Regions from separate parts of the Mus musculus genome. Here all the other regions are linked to region 1. The links are chromatin contacts, called in public HiChIP or PLAC-seq maps. All regions are on one chromosome and are shown on one strand. The core of a region is the stretch at or near the end of the contact, and the rest is flanking DNA. Distances in the headings are between cores, read along the strand shown.

Region 1 (3,322 bases), core at 223-2,722:
TAAATGGGTTGTTGATGGCAATCTCCACTTTGCCAACTGCAGAGCAGAAGGCAGCCCTGGTAACCAGGCACCCATTACGGCCAAATCCATTCACACCGACCTTCACCATCCTGTCTACAGGACGAGGCTGGCACTGTATGAGAAGAGCCTCATACTTTTTTTTTTTAAAGATAAGATATCCCTTTGCATGTGTTTATTTGGCTTTGTTGCGAAATCTCTCACTTCCCCCTCAATTTGACCTTTTGTAGCATAACTCTCATCTCCCTTTGCTGTGATTGTCTAGCTATATGTAAATGGAAGACTAGTGCATTTTCACTTTTATGTCAGGGCTTGCTTGGTTTATTTTTGTTTTTTTTTAATGTGTATCAAGGTCTTGCCTGCAAGTTGAGTGTACTATTTTTGGGCAGGTCTATGGAGGCCAGAAGAGGCACTAGTGTTACAGAAGGTTGTGATCTGCCTGTCATGTGTGTGCTTGGATGAGCATCAAGTGCTCCCGAACCAGAGTTATCTCTAAACCCCTTATTTTTAATTAAGAACAAAATAAAACAAAACAAAAACCACACACTTTTTTTTTTTGAGACTAGGTTTATAAAGACCAGGATAGCTTTGAACTCAAAGAGATCCAACTGCCTTCGCCTTCTGAGTCCTGGAATTAAGGGAGTGTCCCACCACACCCAACTCCTTTTTCTTTTATTTGTAAGGGGTTTCGAGTGCAGGGAGGTCTCTGCACCACATGCATGCAGTAATCATGAAGACCAGAAGAGGGCGCATGATTCCCCTAGGACTCAAGTTACAGACAACTGTCAACCATGCAAATGGGTCAAAGGAGAGTCCAGGAAAAGGACAGCCTGGCCTGTGTTCTCCGCTGAGCCATCTTTCCAGGCTTCCTCACTGATTTACTGACAGATCCCTAGTAGCTTAGGCTGGCTTGCAATAGAGGATAACGTCGAATTTATGATAATTTTATCACCACCTCTTCAACGCTGGGATTACAGGAGTGGACACACCACCACACAGTGTTGTGTACCGGGGGTGAACCCAGCGGTTTGCACATGCTAAGCAAACGCTTACTAACTAAACTACATTCCCAATTCCTAAGTAATAAAGGTTCGCGAGCCACATCCTTTGTGGCTGATGGACAGCCACATTAATTTCCACGTTGACACTAAAGTTTGCTCACAGTTCCCCAACTGATTTTTAATCTTGTAGCTAAATGCATCGCCACGCTCTCGGACTACCCGCACACAAACCAATTAAAAACTCCGATCCTTAACAACTTGAATCGGCGCGTGCGATACCACTTCAACGACCAGTAAGGAATCAGAAAATGCCACCCATCGCGTCGTCTCCATCGGATCGCTTTACAGCGGCCGACTTCAACAGTTCAAAGGACCCTCTCGGAGCCGGCCGACCCAGAGTGCCACGCTAGCCCGCACCGTCAACTTCCGGGTCTCGTTGGTAACCATTTCCTGTTTCGTAATGGTGCGTGATGGGATGAGTAGTCGGCTTTCCTGGAGCCTACCGCGAGCGTCCGGCCGACACAGAACTCCATTTCCCGACGTGCCTTGCAGCTTAACCCAGGAGCGGGAGGCCGGTTCCGATTGCATCAGCGTGGGCTCCGAGGCACGATGAGACTGTTCGTGAGCGAGGGTTCCCCGGGGAGCCTGCCCGTGCTGGCTGCGGCCGCGAGGGCCCGGGGTCGGGCGGAGCTGCTCATCAGCACCGTAGGCCCCGAAGGTACTGGAGTGGCTGCCGGTGGGCGGCGGGTGAGGGGTGTTCATCTCACAGTTGTTTGCCAGGCTCCAGTGCCCGTTCCCCAATCGACTCAACGTTAACTTTAGTCACGCCAACCTTTGTTTCCGTAACCCTTCTGAAGTTAGTTCCCTTAGTTACCCTCACTGTACTCTTCAAACCTCGTTTTAAGTCTCCCCTCTGGTTAGTTTTCCAGGACCCACCTATCATGGCAACTCCCTCTCAGCCCGGTCACTCTCGCGATCACCTCCAACCTCCCGTGTCGTTTTGGGGAAGCCCCTTTCTCCTTCCAGGACCTCAGTACAGACATGTGCACACTCAGTCCTTGAAGTTTATTGCGTATTCCCAGACAACTTTTTTGGGTGACTTTCTAAGAGTTGTCTGGTCAGATCCTCCCTGACAGCTTGACTGCAGCACTATTCTATACCTCTCTGTAGACTCTACCTCTTGTTTGCAGTTGGCAGTCTCAACTGAACACTAGCTGGCCCCTCTAGCATATTCCACCACCACCCCTCCCCGGTTAGTGTTCTTACCTTCGAAACTGTAGATTGAAAACCCAGGCCTCCAGCACACAATGTGACGTCAAATCATTTCTTTTAAGATTTACTTATTTATTTAATGTATATATGAGTACACCGTAGCTGTACTGATGGTTGTGAGCCATCATGTGGTTGCTGGGAATTTGAATTCAGGACTTCTGCTGGCTCCTGTCAACCCCGCTTGCTCTGGTCAACCCCGCTTGCTCAGGCTGCGCCCCGCCTTATATCTAAGTACACTGCAGCTATCTTCAGATTTACTGGAGGAGGGTGTCAGATCTCATTACGGGTGGTTGTGAGCCACCATGTGGTTGCTGGAAATTGAACTCAGGACCTTCGGAAGGGCAGTCAGTGCTCTTTAACAGCCGAGCCATCTCTCCAGCCTCCTCATTTATTTTCTTACCCCTGATTTTCACCCATTTTCCTCTGTCTCAGAGTGTGTGGTACCATTCCTTACCCGGCCTAAGGTCCCTGTCTTGCAGCTGGATAGTGGCAACTACCTCTTCTCTGCTAGTGCAATCTGCCGGTCAGTATTGGTTCTTGGTGTGGGGAGGTGCCCAAATCAGGGTGAATCACTAATCTTTCTGTGACCTTATTTGCAAATACTGTTCTACTGTGGGTTCATCCATGAACTAGACAGATGCTTCAACTTACTTTCTCTCCCTGGGCAGATATTTTTTTCTGTTATGTGGCTGGGAACAAGATGATCTCACCAACCAGTGGCTGGAATGGGAGGCAACAGAACTGCAGGTGAATCCGTGTATCAGGGAGGTGAGGGCAGCCTGTCCTTCCTCTGTATGAACATCCTGACCCATTTCCCCTGCATTTTAGCCAGTTCTGTCTGCTGCCCTACACTGTCTAGTGGTTCAAGGCAAGAAAGGGGAAGATATACTTGGCCCACTTCGGAGAGTCCTGACTCACATTGATCACAGCTTGAGTCGTCAAAACTGTCCTTTCCTGGCTGGGGTGAGTTGACTTGAAGTGGGGTCTGGAAGGCTTATGATACAGGACTTTGTGGGGAAAGTGTATTCAGA
Region 2 (3,367 bases), core at 455-2,954, 270 kb after region 1:
ACCATGAGAGGGTGGAGCAGAATGTGTTCTGGTGAGAGAAGGGGTAGGAGAGGGAAGGTGGTGGAATCCCCGAGAAAGACGGTTCAGGATCAGTGGCCACTGGAGCTGATCTCTGACGCTTGTGCTGACCCGGCTCACTGACCCAGCACAAGGCAGTGGAATGGCTCACGGAGGGACTGGAGCCACTGGAGCTAGACAGAACAACCGGGGTTCTCAGATACATCTGAGGCAGCCCCCTCCCTCCTCCAGGGCAAAGGCCACAGACCCAGAGTAGAAGGAAGGTGGAGGCTCTCCACACTGATGTCACTGCTGTCTGGTCCCAGGAGGAAAGGTCAACTAATCCTGCCTCTAACCTGCTGAGATGGCAGAACCCAGGCCTCTCCCTGTCCCAAGAAAAGGGCCAGCTTATTACCTAACAAGCCACCATAGCCACAGCCTATGTCTGCAAACTCCACTTGGGCCCCAGAGTGCTTTTCTTTCTCATCCTTTGGATCATCATGGCTCTTATTTTGAATAAGCGGAGCAAAGAACTCTGGGTAAAGCTCAGACCAGTCCATTTCCTCTGGCTTCACAGGGCTATTAGAAAGAAGACATGAGACACATGAGACTGTTGTACATACCAGTGCAGACATTTTGTGTAAGAGTTGGGGGGGGGGTGGTAGGCTTAGAAAAAAACTCTGCATGCAGGGACCATGTGGTATGTAGAAGGTGTAATGGGAAGTCCCCTGGCTTCTAGGGTGTGAATCAGTCCCATCATGAGGCTATGGCTGCAGATCTGCCAAGTTCTTCTGGGTACTGATGTGTGTAAGGTTTTCCCAGAGACTGACTGCCTAAGGCACTGGAGCACTACTTTGTTTATGTATATTTTAAAATTTTTATTTACCCGTGTATTTTGCATTTTATGTGTATGAGTGTTCAGTCTTCATGCACACCAGGAGAGGCAATCAGATCCCATTAGAAGTGGTTTCCAGCCACCATGTGATTGCTGGGGCCTCTGGAAGAGCAGTCAAGCGCTCTTAACCACTGAGGCATCTCTCCAGCCCTCTTTGTTTATGTATTTTGTGTGGCGAGGATGGAACAAGGAGTGGCCAGGAGTGTGTATATATGTTTATCTTTTTATAAATTAAAAAACCCAAATCGGAGCCGGGTGTAGTGGTGCACACCCTCAGGAGGCAGAGGAAGCTGTATCTCTGTGAGTTCGAGGCCAGCCTGATCTACAAAGTGAGTGCCAGGACAACTAGGGCTACACAGAGAAACCCTGTCTCCAAAATCCAAACCAAATTAAAAAGAAAAACCGGAAGGTGGAAATGACAACTTGCTTCGCTTCATTTTGGCAATAGTTTTTCCCCCCTCTTCCTAGATCTGGCTGGCAAGTCCACCCAGACTTTAAGTCTCCAACACCGCGACCCCTCCCAGCCGGCCAACTCCGCCTTCTGCCCAATCTCCCTAAGCCATCCTCAGCTGACGTGTCACCCGGACAACCCTCCCCGCTCCATCGCAAGTCCTAGCGGTGGCCCCTGCGCGACCGCCTTCCCTCCCTCCCGGACCCCGCCGGGCCCGCTCACTAGCGCAGTGTGTGGTCTGCCATGGGGTTGGAGTGGGCGCGCTGCCGGTAGTAGCGCTTCTGCGGCTGGGGGGCTTCGGCTCCCGCCATCATGCCACGCAGTCCACGTGGAGAGCCGAGCTCGCGGCGCGAGGTGATGACGCAGCCCGCGGACCGCCAGCGGGCCCCGCCTTTTAAAGAGCGAAGAGCAAATTCTGTAGCACCGTAGGGAAAGGACCCTGAAGGGAGTGGGAGGGGAAACCTGCGCCCTGCTATTGCTAACCGTGCTTTGGGGAGGCCAGCTCCGGGCACCCCGCATCCTCCCTTGGGTCGTTCTGGCCTAGTCTGGGTTCTCAAATGCCCACAGGTACCTGTGCGCCCCACAGGTGAGCGGGATGTGAGGGACCCGCCTCTGACAGTAAACTCAAGCATCATTTCTTCTCTCTCCGGGTGGTCTCAAACCAAGTCTGGCCCGTATGGTGTTGTGTGGGTCCTGTTCTGTGTGCGCCAGGTACCCGGGCTCGGGGGTCATCCCCATCCATCTCTAGGAAGTCCAGCTGGAGGAAGGAGAGCGAACTGGGGAGGCGGGGCCCGGTGCCTGGGAGCAGCCCATATGGCTGGCAGTCCCCAGCCTCAACCCCGCACCGATAGAGGGGATCCGAGCGCTGGCCGGGGTGCTCGGGGACTCTATCTGCCGGATGGCCAGCTCTCGCACCGATCCGGAAACTGAGCCCGAATCCGTGTTCCCACGGGAGATCCGGCTCTTCACAGACTCTTACTCAGAGAGCAGCCGGTTCTGCTTCTGTGGGCACGAGCTGAGCATCACGCAGAACTTTGGGTCGCGCCTTGGGGTGGCGGCACGCGTGTGGGATGCGGTGAGGAATGGGCTGCCCTAAGTGAGGGTCCCTGAGAGGTCCAGTCCCCGGACCCCGGCTCTCCCATATGGAGACACCGTTCTGACAGTTTCCCACTTTCTTTTTCCCTTCCTCATAGGCTCTGAGCCTGTGTGACTATTTCGAGAGTCAAAATGTGGATTTTCGAGGCAAGAAGGTGATCGAACTGGGCGCGGGGACGGGCATCGTGGGAATCTTGGCGGCGCTGCAGGGTGCGTGAGCTGGCATTGCGGCGGGAGGAGGGGAGCTGGAGTGTGGAGAAGTGAGGACGTGGATTCCTGGGGGTGGGTAGAACTCAGCTCAGTTCTTTCCTTTTAACAAACCTCTATTCTCCTGCAAGGCAGACAGCGCTGACGAGTGTTCAGAACACTCAAGCTAGTTGGCTTCAGGGTACCTGAAACAAATAAGATAGGCTTTCCGTGAAAAAAAAAAAAAACTGGAGATGCTCTTTCGCTAAAATGCTTGCATGGATTTTCTGAAGGAGAGACCTAGGACAGTGAACCTCATCAAAGATTTGTAGCTTTGTTATGTTAGGATCTTTTAAATATCTTTTTCTTTCCTTTCTTTTTTTTGGGTGTGTGTGTGTGTGTGGGTAGGGGGTGTGGGTGTGGTTTTGTAGTCTGGTTGAGACAGGCTCTCTTGTTGTCCAGGCTGGCCTAAAACTCATTACGTAGAGATTAGCCTTGAATTCCTGCCTGGTCCTCCTGTCTTACTTTTTCCTAGTGCTGGGATTATAGGTGTGTGCTACCGTACTGCAATAGAGCCTAGGGTTTTTAATACTAGAAGAAGCAAGGTTATGAATTTTGAAGGACCCGAGTGTGAATATATATATGGGTGGTAATTGGTAATTAAGCAGCTGAGACCTGGGAAAGGAAAAGGTCAGGGAAATTGTGCTTCACTTTGAGCAAAAACCTACAAAAGCTTCTTGCCT
Region 3 (3,486 bases), core at 41-2,540, 370 kb before region 1:
CATTTTGACAGTTTATTCAGGTGACAGTCCTTCCAAATCCTGTTCTAGGCTTTTAGGCCCTGATCCGGAAAAGAATCTTTCCTGGACATATACTCTCTTCCCAAAAGAAGTCTCCAGTCCCTCTTGAACAATATATTTATGGGTGTTGATCTTAAAGCCACAAGTGAGAGCAAGTGACAGGCAGGCAGGAACGGAAGGGGGCAGTATGAGAGTGGATGTGTGCTTACACGCCTTGGCTGTCTTTATTCTCTGGAGTTGCTACTCCCTCCAGTGGATGTTGGCAAACATCACTTATTTTCCCGGCCACTATTTAACAAGGGAGGGAAAACACGATTTCTTATCAACTTTTAATTTTTTTTTTTTCTGGTCGGGATCACAAAATAAGTTTCTTACCTAGTCCGGAGTTGACTGTCCAGCAGAAAGTACAAAATGAATGTGCTTGAAAGAATGAATAAACTTAGGAACTACGTCCCGCTTAAGCGGATGGCCTCTTATCTTTCCTGGGCAACTGGAGTATAATGACTCCAGGTGTGTTCTCCGGAGCTATTTGGGAGGAGGATCTTAACAGGAGGCCAGTGGTGGCACACACCTTTAATCCCAGCACACAGGAGGCAGAGGCAGGTGGGTCTCTCAACTCCAGGCCGGCCCGGTCTAAGGTGTGAGTTCCAGAACAGCCAGGGGCTACCCTGAGAGACCCTGTCTTGAAAAACATTCAGGTGAACTCTATTCCACTGTACCGAGACAGATCCATCCCTGGGGTGTTTTTAGTAAACTGAATGAGTGGGGCGTTTGCTTTCTCCTGACCTATTTCAGGGCGAAACCCAGAAATCCGTTTTAACTCAGAAATTCAAGAGACCTAGCAGCACCTCGGAGCCCCTCCGTGGTTTCCCCCCTAAAGGGTGTCAACCAGCCCAGGCCTCCCTTCCTGGGGAAGGCTCAGGCCTCCGCCCGACCCGAGCTGTCCGGAGGGCGGCCCGGGACCCGTCAGTGCGGACCGTCCCTGGAGCGTCTCACTCAGCGTCCCGAGCTGCTCCGAGTAACGGGCCGCACCCTCGGGATAAGAAACCACTTTTCCACATTTAACGCCCTCGCGCCCGACCCCTGGGCAGCCGCTGCCCGGGTGGTACCTGAGCCGCAGACCACGCAGCCGGCGACGACCAAGAGCAGCCATGTGGCGCCGCCGCCGCCCCCGGCCCCCCAGCACCGGGGCCCTGGACCAACCGCCGACCACACCGACACTTTGATTCCTCCCGCCATGGATGCCTCACACCGCCTCCTCCTCGCGTGCCCCTCCTCAGCAACTGTCTCCGAACGGGCAGCGCCGGCAGCCAATCGGCTGCGAGACCCGCCCCCACCCCCACCCGTGGAGCAGGCGGGGCCTCGCGCGCTCCGCCCTCCCGCGCCCCTAGGAGCCACACCTCCTAGCAACGCCAATCCTGGCAGTGACGACAGGAAGAGCCCGCCCTTTCCCCGCAATCTGCTTCCGTCCGCGGTTTATTTACAAATGAGATTGATGGAAAGCTTACCCAATAGGAAATCAGAATGAGAGGAGGCCTCCTGGACTGCGTGTTTCCATCGAAACGTCTCTTCTAGTTTTTCTTTCCTTTCTTCCTCGGCCCTTTTATGACATGCTAGCCAGTGGCAACTCTTCACGAGTAAGGTTCTCCCGTGACCGTTTTTTAAGGTAAAATGATTGCCAGCCTGTCTCCAAAGTTCTGAAATATTTCAGCAATAAGTACAGGATTATTGTGCGTTGTCAAGGTTTTGCAGGCATAAACAACGTTTGAAAATGTAGAGATAGAGCTGAGATAGAAACTCTGACTTCGATCCCCAGCACTGCAAGAAAAAAACAAACAGAAAACAAAACACCAAAAAAAAGTATTAATTTGGCTTCGGTTTCCTTTTTTGACTGAAGATGTAGCTAAACTGTGCACAAGGCCCTCGTTTCAATCACCAACGCCACAGGAATAAACTACAAGTCCCGAGCATTTCTGGTTTTGAAACGAAACAAGTGATAATTAAGACAGCTTATCCTCTCCATTTGGGAAAAAAAAAAAAAAAAGCCAAGGCTAAGAGAGAGAGAAAAAACACAAAGTAGGTTCTGAGCTCAAATCTAAGTTCTTTCTGTGGCTTAGGTGCCTCCCAGTACTTGCAGTCCAGGCACTGTGTGTGTAGCACTTACAGAAATTGAAAATTGAAGCACCTTTTTTTTTTTTTTTTTTTTTTTTTTTTGGTTTTTTGAGACAGGGTTTCTCTGTGTATCCCTGACTGTCCTGGAACTCACTCTGTAGACCATGGCCTTGAACCCATAAATCTGCCTGCCTCTGCCTCCCAAGTGCTGGGATTAAAGGCGTGCTTGTAATCCCATCACTTGGGAAGTTGAGAATGAAGGCTTGCTGAGAATTGAAGAGTAGCCAGGATTATAGAGTTTGAACCGTGAGAACCTGTATGTGTGTGTATATACATACATATATATACACACACACACACACATATATATACATATACATATATATATACACATACATACACACACACATATATATACACACACTTGTGTGTAGACACATGTATACATGTATATGCACATTTATACACACATATAGATGGCTTATTGCGATGGCTCGGTTGTGTAAACCTAGAACTCATATGACAGGAGAAAACCAACTTCTGCTCCCACAGGACCTCCATACTGACTCTGTGGCACACAATACCCCCCACACAATTAATGGATCGATTGATAAAAAAAAAAAAAAAAAAAAAAAAAAACTTTTAATGTCAAGGTTAACAGGAGGCGTGTTGGTCCATATCTGTTAACTCCAGCATTCAAAACACTCAGGTCAGAGGATCACAAATAAGATTAGCTTGCACTACACATCTAAAACCAACCTCAAAACAAAAACTTACATTAATGTGAAACAAGGGAAGACTAACAAACTATCCCAGACAAGGGAGCATACGTAAACACGATGAACCACATGTCATATAATATGGATCTTGGAACAGGAAGAAAAAAAAAAGCCCGAAAAACAAAACTGAGATTGCAAGCGTGAGTCACCTCTTCCCTGCCAGTCCGCCCTGCCCATCTTTCGGTCCTGCTTCGGTTTCTGTGAGTACTGTACATATTCTCTGCCTGACCTGCAAATGTCAAGCCATGTAGTGGGAAGGAGCCTTGTGCACCAGAAAACTTGGGTTTGAGCTCAGTAAATATAGACAAAAACTGTAATAGAAGCTGCAGAGCTGACCCCACAGTGAACAGTGTGGCACTGCTCCATCTAGCACAGGACGGAGTTTCTTCCCAGCACCCACTTCTGGTGGCTCACTGCCTGCTGTAACTGCAGAGATTCTAACACCCTCTTCTGGCATCCACAGGGTACTACATTCTCACTGCCTGCTGTAACTCCAGGGATCCTGTCACCCTCTTCTGGTCTCCAAGGGTACTACATTCTGCCTGCTGTAACTCCAGGGATCCTGTCACCCTCTTCT
Region 4 (3,090 bases), core at 313-2,812, 270 kb before region 1:
GGGCTAAAGGAGGATTGGGGGTGGGGTAGTTCTGAGGGCACGAAGATGGGGCAAGTGAATGAGGAACGAGACAGCGAGTAAGAAAGGAACTATTCTTAACTCATTTTAGCTTTGGCTATCATTACAGTAAAATAACAGTATTTCAGAACACTATAGGCTGGAACTACTCCTTAACAGCAGCACTCAGGAGGCAGAGGCAGGTGGATGTCAGTGAACGTAAGGCCAGAATGGTCTGCCTGGAGAATTCCAGGTCAACCCGAGCTGCAGAATAAGACCCTGTCAAAAAAAAAAAAAAAAAAAAAATCAAAAGTAAAACTGGAAAAATTCTGTAAATTAGCCGGGTAAGGTATACATGCCTAGAGTCCCTGCACTGTGGAGGCTGAAGCAGGGGGATTATAAGTTCCAGTCCAGCATGGATATTCTAGCTCAAAACCAAAAATTTAAAAAGGAAATAAGGAGAAATAAAAACCCTGATCCAACCAGTGAACATGAATATGATGTGGTAAGTCACACGAGGTACTTTCTTCCCTAGGTGGGTAGTTCTGTTTTATACACAGCCCTCATCCAGTGTGTACATGAATCTCCTGCCTCTTTCGGCTCTTACCCGCCACAGTATTCTCTGTTTTATCCTTACTATTTATTTATTGTACTGAGGATCAACCCAGTGCCTCATATACACTAGATAATCACTCCACCAACGTGCTACACCTTCAGTTCCTTACATTCATGATTTTATTGATTAGTTTTTACTTTTTGGTGGGTATTTTGCCTGCGGGTATGTCTGTGTTCCATGTGTATGCAGTGCCCATAGTGGGTGGGCAAAAGGGGGTGCCAGATTCCATGGAACTAAAGTTACAGAGGGTGGTGAGCCACCATGTGGGTTCTGGGGATGGAATCTGGGTCCTCTGGAAATGCAGCCAGTGTGCCTAACTGCCTCTCCATCTCTCCAGGCCCTAAGATCATGATTTAAATAGCCTTGATCTCCTAAACATAAGAAGGGTTCTAGGGATGCTGGCCTTCAGGTAAGGCCTTAGGTCAAATTCCCAGCACCATACACACAATTAAGGTTAAAATAAAAGTAGGTACTCGCCGGGCGTGGTGGCACACGCCTTTAATCCCAGCACTCGGGAGGCAGAGGCAGGCGGATTTCTGAGTTCGAGGGCAGCCTGGTCTACAGAGTGAGTTCCAGGACAGCCAGGGCTACACAGAAAAACCCTGTCTTGAAAAATCAAAAAAAAAAAAAAAAAAAAAAAAAAGTAGGTACTCATTGTAACAATGTAACAATTCATTGTAACAATGAATAAATGTGCTGTGCAGAAAAACATCCTACCAGGCCCTGATGCCATTTTAGGGGGGACTCCTCCCCAATATGTCTGTGTGCATTTATGTCTACATAAAAGGGCATTGCTGCATGCATGTTCTTCTGGCCCCTGCTTCCGTTGCTAAGCAGCGATTTTAGTGGCCAAACTGTACCGTTTAGTAAATGTTCCATTGTTGACTCAGCCATTTCTCTGCTGATGTGTGTTGGTTTTTGGGTTTTTTTTTTTATAACCACAGCCAACATTCACTAAGCATACATTATGTGTGGTTTTAAGAATTTCCCATGTAGTAGCTTACTTGTCCTCTAACACGTCTCTGTGGGGACAGCATTTTTTTATTTACAAGGGTTGAAACTGAGGTCCAAGTTAACACAGGCATCCCGATATGAAAGTCTGACCCCATTTATTTATTAACCCTTTTGTATTGATCACATACTTACACTTTCTCATAGCTGGAATAAACTTTTTTATCACAGTTCTGGGAGTGAACTGTATCAGTAGCTGGATGTGGTGGCCTACACCTTTAATCTCAGCATTCAATAGGAAGAGGTGCGTGGATCTTTGTGAGTTCCAGGCCAACCTGGTCTACACAGAGAGTTCCAAGCCAGTCAGGGCTATATAATGAAATCTGCTCTCAAAACAGAAATACAAAAGGGAGAAAAAAGAAAAAAAAAAAAAAGGCTCAGTAGAGATCAATGTCCTGTTGAGAACAAGACAGAGGGCTGGGAGAAGCAGAGGGTGTGAAAGGCCAGGGCACTGGAACTGTCTTTGTGAACACTGACATCATTAAGAATAGAGGCAAGGGGCTGGAGAGATGGCTCGGTAGATAAGAGCACTGACTGCTCTCCCAGTGATCCTGAGTTCAATTCCCAGCAACCACATGGTGGCTCATAACCATCCTTAATGGGATCTGATGCCCTCTTCTGGTGTGTCTGAAGACAGCTATGTATATTCATATACATAAAAATAAACAGCTGGGTGTGGCGGCACACGCCTTTAATTCCAGCACTTGGGAGGCAGAGGCAGGTGAATTTCTGAGTTCAAGGCCAGCCTGGTCTACAAAGTGAGTTCCAGGACAGCCAGGGCTATACAGAGAAACCCTGTCTCAAAATACAAAAAAAAAAAAAAAAAATTAACAAACAAACAGAGCCAGGACTGGTTGTAGAGAAGGTGGCAGTGGACCAGGAGCAGAGCATCCTTAGTCTTGATGAAGCAGCCTGAGCAGGTCAGCACTGGTTTCTAGAAAGGAAGGGAAAAACAGCTAAGAAGCGGCTGTGCGGAACAAGGAGCACACATACCACCTTCAAGGCCCTGTGGTCCACGGAGTAGAGGAGAGAGCGTTGGTGACCCATGGGACCCTGCAGAGGTTTTAGAAACTGGGTGAGAAAAGCGAATGCAAAGCTCAGGTGACTACACCAAAGGTCTGCTTAGATGCTAAGGCAGACAGTGATGGAGAGGTACCACTGCAGCTGGGGATGGGAAGAGTGGAGCATGCAGAGATCTGGGGATCTGTGTTTACTTACCAGGTGGAGTCAATGGCTTTGTGAAAGACCAAGTCCAGGACAGGATCTTGGGGGCTCCTGAGATGACACCTAGGGGCCGTTCAGAGTCAGCAGTGGACCAAGCACATCTCTGTGACCTGTAGAACTATTTTACTCTCAGACCACAGGGAGATACAGACATTGCCAGGGCAGGGTGTAGTCCCCCTTACCGTATTGAACCGAATAATCTGCTCACGGAGAAAACAGTAAATCAGAAGAGAAGTACAGGG

Evidence for each region. HiChIP or PLAC-seq counts read pairs in DNA pulled down with a chosen protein or histone mark.
Region 2: a contact with region 1 is called in a CTCF HiChIP or PLAC-seq map of CD8 T cells, with 6 read pairs. The contact joins the promoter of Mettl1 here to the promoter of Mars1 in region 1. A contact is called at or near these places in 5 of 39 promoter capture datasets (the C10 cell line, cranial neural crest, embryonic stem cells and 1 more), 1 of 15 datasets of contacts at CTCF or cohesin (CD8 T cells), 1 of 484 Hi-C or Micro-C datasets (embryonic stem cells), 6 of 115 datasets of contacts at active chromatin or transcription factors (the SCID.adh cell line, effector CD8 T cells, embryonic stem cells and 1 more) and 6 of 9 other capture datasets (adipose tissue, embryonic stem cells, embryonic tail and 3 more).
Region 3: a contact with region 1 is called in a CTCF HiChIP or PLAC-seq map of embryonic stem cells, with 9 read pairs. The contact joins the promoter of Nemp1 here to the promoter of Mars1 in region 1. A contact is called at or near these places in 4 of 39 promoter capture datasets (cranial neural crest, hippocampal neurons, liver and 1 more), 2 of 15 datasets of contacts at CTCF or cohesin (the NIH/3T3 cell line and embryonic stem cells), 3 of 484 Hi-C or Micro-C datasets (B cells, embryonic stem cells and regulatory T cells), 4 of 115 datasets of contacts at active chromatin or transcription factors (effector CD8 T cells, embryonic stem cells and memory CD8 T cells) and 2 of 9 other capture datasets (adipose tissue and liver).
Region 4: a contact with region 1 is called in a FOXA1 HiChIP or PLAC-seq map of pancreatic cancer cells. The contact joins the enhancer-like site here to the promoter of Mars1 in region 1. A contact is called at or near these places in 2 of 39 promoter capture datasets (hippocampal neurons and liver), 2 of 115 datasets of contacts at active chromatin or transcription factors (microglia and pancreatic cancer cells) and 2 of 9 other capture datasets (adipose tissue and pancreatic islet).

The regions. Positions count from the first base shown.
Region 1 is chr10:127,309,936-127,313,257 of GRCm38.p6, reverse strand. It overlaps Mars1 (methionine-tRNA synthetase 1), which reads left to right and starts at 1,472. Exons shown (of 21, transcript NM_001003913.2): 1 at 1,472-1,737; 2 at 2,724-2,814; 3 at 2,960-3,038; 4 at 3,120-3,254. The coding sequence starts at 1,629. It also overlaps the pseudogene Gm6283.
Region 2 is chr10:127,040,269-127,043,635 of GRCm38.p6, reverse strand. Mettl1 (methyltransferase like 1) reads right to left here and starts at 1,704. Exons shown (of 6, transcript NM_010792.1): 1 at 1,566-1,704; 2 at 413-576. The coding sequence starts at 1,657. Eef1akmt3 (EEF1A lysine methyltransferase 3) reads left to right here and starts at 2,242. Exons shown (of 3, transcript NM_001205036.1): 1 at 2,242-2,418; 2 at 2,537-2,648. The coding sequence starts at 2,242.
Region 3 is chr10:127,674,869-127,678,354 of GRCm38.p6, reverse strand. Nemp1 (nuclear envelope integral membrane protein 1) reads right to left here and starts at 1,290. Exons shown (of 9, transcript NM_001113211.1): 1 at 1,128-1,290. The coding sequence starts at 1,257. Gm16230 (a long non-coding RNA gene) reads left to right here and starts at 1,596. Exons shown (of 4, transcript XR_872178.1): 1 at 1,596-1,684; 2 at 3,373-3,486.
Region 4 is chr10:127,584,818-127,587,907 of GRCm38.p6, reverse strand. All of the region lies in intron 15 of Lrp1 (low density lipoprotein receptor-related protein 1), which reads left to right. Among named protein-coding and RNA genes, the nearest start is that of Gm16217, 9.9 kb to the left of the region's middle. Within about 2 kb of position 1,562, at least 26 of the 459 cell types and tissues checked have an H3K27ac peak or open chromatin away from gene starts, as enhancers often do. A contact at or near this core is called in microglia and pancreatic cancer cells, where this site is marked.